2 separate regions of the Sus scrofa genome follow, and region 2 is linked to region 1. The links are chromatin contacts, called in public Hi-C maps. All regions are on one chromosome and are shown on one strand. Each heading gives the region's core, a stretch centred on a gene start, on an enhancer-like site or on the middle of the called end of the contact. The rest is flanking DNA. Distances are from core to core; before and after follow the strand shown.

What was found. Hi-C and Micro-C count contacts between places; a contact is called where the count stands out from the background.
Region 2: a contact with region 1 is called in a Hi-C map of retroperitoneal adipose tissue, with 2.5 times the contacts expected there. The contact joins two enhancer-like sites. A contact is called at or near these places in 20 of 47 Hi-C or Micro-C datasets (alveolar macrophages, brain, embryonic fibroblasts and 13 more) and 2 of 2 datasets of contacts at active chromatin or transcription factors (alveolar macrophages and skeletal muscle).

What each region holds. Positions count from the first base shown.
Region 1 is chr8:104,771,055-104,773,754 of Sscrofa11.1, reverse strand. The region is part of intron 2 of SEC24D (protein transport protein Sec24D); the gene reads right to left. All of the region lies in intron 1 of SYNPO2 (synaptopodin-2), which reads left to right. Among named protein-coding and RNA genes, the nearest start is that of SYNPO2, 72 kb to the left of the region's middle. Within about 2 kb of position 1,269, at least 19 of the 83 cell types and tissues checked have an H3K27ac peak or open chromatin away from gene starts, as enhancers often do. A contact at or near this core is called in retroperitoneal adipose tissue, where this site is marked.
Region 2 is chr8:104,957,495-104,960,194 of Sscrofa11.1, reverse strand. It overlaps SEC24D (protein transport protein Sec24D), which reads right to left. Exons shown (of 26, transcript XM_021100700.1): 13 at 653-768. Among named protein-coding and RNA genes, the nearest start is that of METTL14, 95 kb to the left of the region's middle. Within about 2 kb of position 1,359, at least 33 of the 83 cell types and tissues checked have an H3K27ac peak or open chromatin away from gene starts, as enhancers often do. A contact at or near this core is called in retroperitoneal adipose tissue, where this site is marked.

The sequences.
Region 1 (2,700 bases), core at 20-2,519:
CTAAAGGTTGAATAAATTGATGAGGCTCTTATAGGACCTGAATCCACTAATGTACTTAAAGAGTAGGTCCTTCCTCACAAGGTTCTGAATGATTAGCTAATAACAGGGGACTGTTTAAGGTACTGCACCTCACAAAGGATACATACTTTCCCAGTTACTTTAAAATAACAGTAACAGCAGTCAGTCTCTACGGAGCGCACTTGACAGGTTCCAGACACTGTGCTAAACTGTTTACAGAGATTAAATTTATGAATTCTCAGAACAACCCTGTAACCTAGATGGGTATTATTACTCCCATTTAATGTGTCAGAAAACAGAGGTTTAGTCGTTGAAATAGTAAGTGGTTTTTTAACTTAGAGCCCATTTTAACTCCCACTCTACACTGTGTCCTTTTGTCTCCCTCCCTTTGTCTGTTCCTTTTCTTCTCTTTCTCTCTCTGAAAAAACAAAAAACCTACCAGAGTAGCCATGTTAATAAGGTATTCACTGAGCTTCCTCTACTATCGCCCTTTTAGCTCTGACATTCCCAGACACTGGGCTTTCCAAACAAACGGCTTCCCTTTGTCATCTGGGGTTTGCCTCAGAGCCAAGATTCTGAAAATTCTAGCTTCAGGTTTCCACACCTAATGCTTGCCAGGAGGTAATACATTTCAGCACACAAACAAGAAAACAAAGCTCCACGCAGGCCTTGGCCTGAAGCTCTGTGCCTTTTCTGGCCAACTCAACTAAAGGCACAGTGGGGAATTCCCTATCCACTTCTAGAGAACTGTTTGCCGTCTGGGGAAAATGAATATAGAATAGTACCTGAGGGTTTCTATACAAAGAGGTTCCATGTTTTTCACCATGTTTTTGGTACAGCTCTGAATAATTCCCTTAAGTATTAGCTATCTCCTCAATAAATCATAAGATATATAGCATTCTAAGTAAAGTTTTTAACACCAGAGCCTCTATGGTGGTATGACCTTTGACTTGGCTTTGCAAAACCTCATATTAAAAAAAAGAAAAAATTAAGTCTACTTAAAACCTGGCCTGACTCACGCACCTTTAAACTTTATTAAAGAATATGATGTAATGAAGATACACAGCTAATCCATAAAATGACTAATTTTGGTGAAAAACATGTGACATCCAATATATTAACATCCAAATAAGATAACCTAATGTTCTTGGTTATTGGTTTCCAAAAACTGTTGAACATTTCCTTGTTTGGCCTTGGAGGAATTTGCTCTGGGATTTCAGCCTGATTCTTGACTTGCTGAAAGACTACAACTTAGAACAAAGCAAGCAGGCTAAGAACAAAGCAACTCATAAAAATGAAAGTAAGAGGTATTAAGCCTGAGGCTTAGTGTGTGTTTTTAAGGAAGGAAGAAACTGCCCCCAGGGCTCAGGAGAAAGTCACTGGCAGCCCTTGAACTTGCTAAAGGCAATCAGACCTCTTGTTCCAGATAGATCAACAAAGTCCCCAAGTAAAATATTTCAATGTAACTGTTATAGCAGTGTCCTGGCTTCATTGAGATGTTTTTTCTCTCAGAGGTTATTTTACCATATGCCATTTAAGCATTTACCCTGATGCTGACATTCCTAACCCAGCAGGGAAAGTGAGGGACAGACTTTCCAAATTGAAGCACAGGCTCTGGAAGGTCACAGCTAAGAAAGCATCAGTAGCCAACTTTGGTTTCATTTAGTAAAATTTCTACGCATGATACAGTGCTGGAGCATGCCAAGAAGGAAGGAGTACCAGATTTGTGTGGGTTTCCTGAGGTTAAAAGAGCAGCCTCTTCTACTTAGTCTTGGGAATTGAGGTTGGGGAGTTATAGGTCTACTTTCAAAAATGGTGAAATATATCAATTTGCCATAGGTAGAGAAATTTGTAAAGCTTCAAATGTGTGGTATTAATGGGTTTATTTTTTCCTTTCCTCTTGAAATGAAACTTGGGTAGAGACAAAATCAGAGTGATTTTGAACACTACTGCATTTCCACGTTAGGATCCCTAGAACTTCGTGGCAAAATACAACAGGAGAGGAATGAGGAGACTATTGTTCTGATTATAGCTTAGCTTCTATCCTGTTGAGAGAATCCAGTGAACTTTCCAGGTCAGTTAAAAAGAGAGGCCTGGATCATTAGTTGACCTCAAGGGCCCTTGGACCTCTTCAATTCAATGCTAATATCAACATGGCACACTGCCTCTAATGGGTTACCACAACTGTACTGTCTCCAACACTGTCTAGGTAAATTTTAGACCAAGGTCACAATGTAGTATTTTCTAAAACATTTTTCTGATATATTAAGTTGAACTATAAGCCCCTGAATTGCTATATAGATATCTCATTGTACTTTGTAAACATTCTATATGGCTCCAAAAATGCATCTGAGATAAAAAATGTATTATCTTTCGAACCACTTACATGTATAGTGTTTAATATGGAAAATGCAGTTGTATGGAAATAGCATTTCTCTCCAGATTGCAGTAAGAGGTTTATGTCATTAATTGACAGTGCTTTTACTGCCCTCTGCTGCCCTAAGGAGAGCAAACACTGGATTTGACAGCCTAAGCTTATATCTGACTGGGAAAAGAAAACTTTTCATTTATAGTCATTATTATTAATGCTTGCTGGCATATTCCAAGTGCAACACTATCTGGCTTAGAAAATCCTTACAACAAAGTAGCCAGTGGCCTGAAACCAAATAAGCACTATGTCCT
Region 2 (2,700 bases), core at 110-2,609, 190 kb before region 1:
CCTCTGGAATAAAACCCATAAGAATCTACTCAATCCTACAGAGCTGGCAAATCCTGAGATCTTGCTTGATCTTCCATATCTATATCCTTCCTACCCACCCTGTACTCCTCTAAAATCATTCATCGTGTTTCATTATAGTCTCATGGTTACATGTTAAAGCAAGGAAACCAGAGCCCAGGATCCCAGTCTGCTGAAACAATCTAAGGGAGATTCTGAGAGCCTTACATTACTGAGGTGACAAATGGAGTAGAGAGAGGAGCTACAGAAACATGCCCAGAGTCTTACTGACCATAGTGGCTGAGTTTTTGTCTTAGAAGGGAAGTTTTTCTGAGATGACTGACAAAACAAGTCAGAGGTACGATATGGAACTGCTGCATTAAGAACCTAGCATATTCTATCTGCTAGGGACATAAAATTATTTTATACTTCTGCCACCACTTCTTAGTTTTTAAAAAGATCATTGCAGCGGATGGCCTGGTTGTTAATCATGTTCACAGCCTAGAAGGCTTGATCTGTGTCTTAGGCATTTCTTCATCCTCATGGCACCACAACATGCTTTGTTTGTGAATTAAGAGTTAGTTCATTACAAGTGAAAATTAGGCACTTGTATTTGACATCTGTATATAAACACACAAGTCCTGGGAACACTTACTCTGCAGTAATCCAAAGTAGCAACATATTCATAAGATCCTAGAGATAGCTCTGGCTTCTCGTAGTGGTCCAGTCTTCTTCCAATGTGGTCCAGATGTTGGAAATAGAATGGCGGAACTAACAAAAACAAAATAGGAAAGGAAATATTTTGTTTTTATAACACAGACGATTTAGTCAGTTTTCAAAATTTACTATGGGAAGAAAGGAGTTACTATGAGAAAAAAATATTGTAAAGCTGGAATGCAGTATATTCTAAATATCCATATTAAAAAGCATGTCTTAGAAAGAATGAGGGTTTTCTAAAATATCCTCTTAACCCTTCCACAGTTATTGATGACAAAGAACATTAATGATTTAGATCATTATAGAGAAATAGGGGATAAAAATACCAGTGTTTTTAAATTGTCACAATTGAAACAATTGTCCCTGTTTAATTACCTCTTTTAAAAAGAATTCTGGCTTTTCTATTTAAATTTTCATTGTGCCAGCAAATATACATTGGTTACTTGGACTATACTATGAGCTATAGTATTTATTATCCTTTAATTAAGAAATGTCTTCAGCCATGGGGAGTTTGCATGGTAATCTTTAATGTTTGGGCTTCAGAGCAGAGAGGATTACTGTATTAGGGAAAGACTACACCACTAAGCTCTCGGCCGAGGAACTCTTAATTTGATTCAAATGTCTAAGAAGGTTAGTTCTGGCAAAGACCTGGAAGTCATCCAATAGCACAGAAACACTTATGAGTCACACACTGAACACTTGGACAAATATGGCCTGGTATCTCTGTGAAAACGAACTCCCATTGCCCTGAGATTAATAGGGCTGGCCATTAAACCACTGACAATAGAAGTATCTGAATAAACAGGAATGCTCTGGTTTCAAGCATTTCATAATGAACAACAACTTCATTTGCAAAATAACAGAAGTAATGACTTTTGTTTTAAAACCAACAACTCAGTATTCTTTATTTTTAGCTGTGAACTAACACACAGATTACAACAGGATTTTTTTCTTAGTTTGGACTGAAAATATCACTAAGGCTTGAATTTTTTCCCACTTTCTTATCATCACATAGCCACTTCTTTTTATTTTTTATTATTTATTTATTTATTTATTTAGTCTTTTTGCTATTTCTTTGCGCTGCTCCCATGGCATATGAAGGTTCCCAGGCTAGGGGTCGAATCGGAGCTGTAGCCACTGGCCTACGCCAGAGCCACTTCTTTTTAAACAAGACTCTTAAGTACATACGGATCTCTGAATCTGGAAAATTCAAGGTCTTGAAAAGGTTATGGAAGTGAGAAACTGATGGCCTCAGCTGAGCTAAGAAAACCATAAGAGGGAGTTCCTGCTGCAGCTCAGCGGGTTACGAACCCAACTAGTATCCATGCAGATGAAGATTTGATCCCTGGCCTCACTCAGCGGGTTGAGGATCCGGTGTTGCAGTGAGCTGTGGCGTAGGTCGCAGGCGCAGCTCGGTTCTGGACTTGCTGTGGCTGTGGCATAGGCCAGCAACTGCAGCTCTGATTGGACTTCTAACCTGGGAACGTCCATATGCCATGAGTGCGGCCCTTAAAAAAAAAGGAGAACAGAAGGCTATGAGGGCCTTAAATTGCTATCGTGTTATGTTTAGATGAGTTGGACGATGCATTGGTATTCTAGGATGCATCGGGGTGGTGGCTTCTACACAGCTTCTACAATTTATTTTCATTCACACACCTGCCTATAATATGCGAAAAAAAGTTTCCCCTTAAAATTAATTTTATGTCTGTTAGCATTTATCTGCCATGTTTTATAAACCAGAATTCATGCTCCCCATAAATTATGCACTGCCACATGATACCCATCTTCCAGTGTGTCTTTTGGCCTCATATGCTTCCCACTGTGCAATGTCCGGATACCTTGAAGGGAAACAGAGAGGAGTCACGTAACCAAGCCTGCTGGGTTCTTTCTAACTCCAAATGTGTGCCTTCTTTAAACCCAAATGAAGAATGTAGGTGTCAGTGGAAACCTAAGGGAGTCTGGCCTCCTTGTGGGAGTAAATATTGC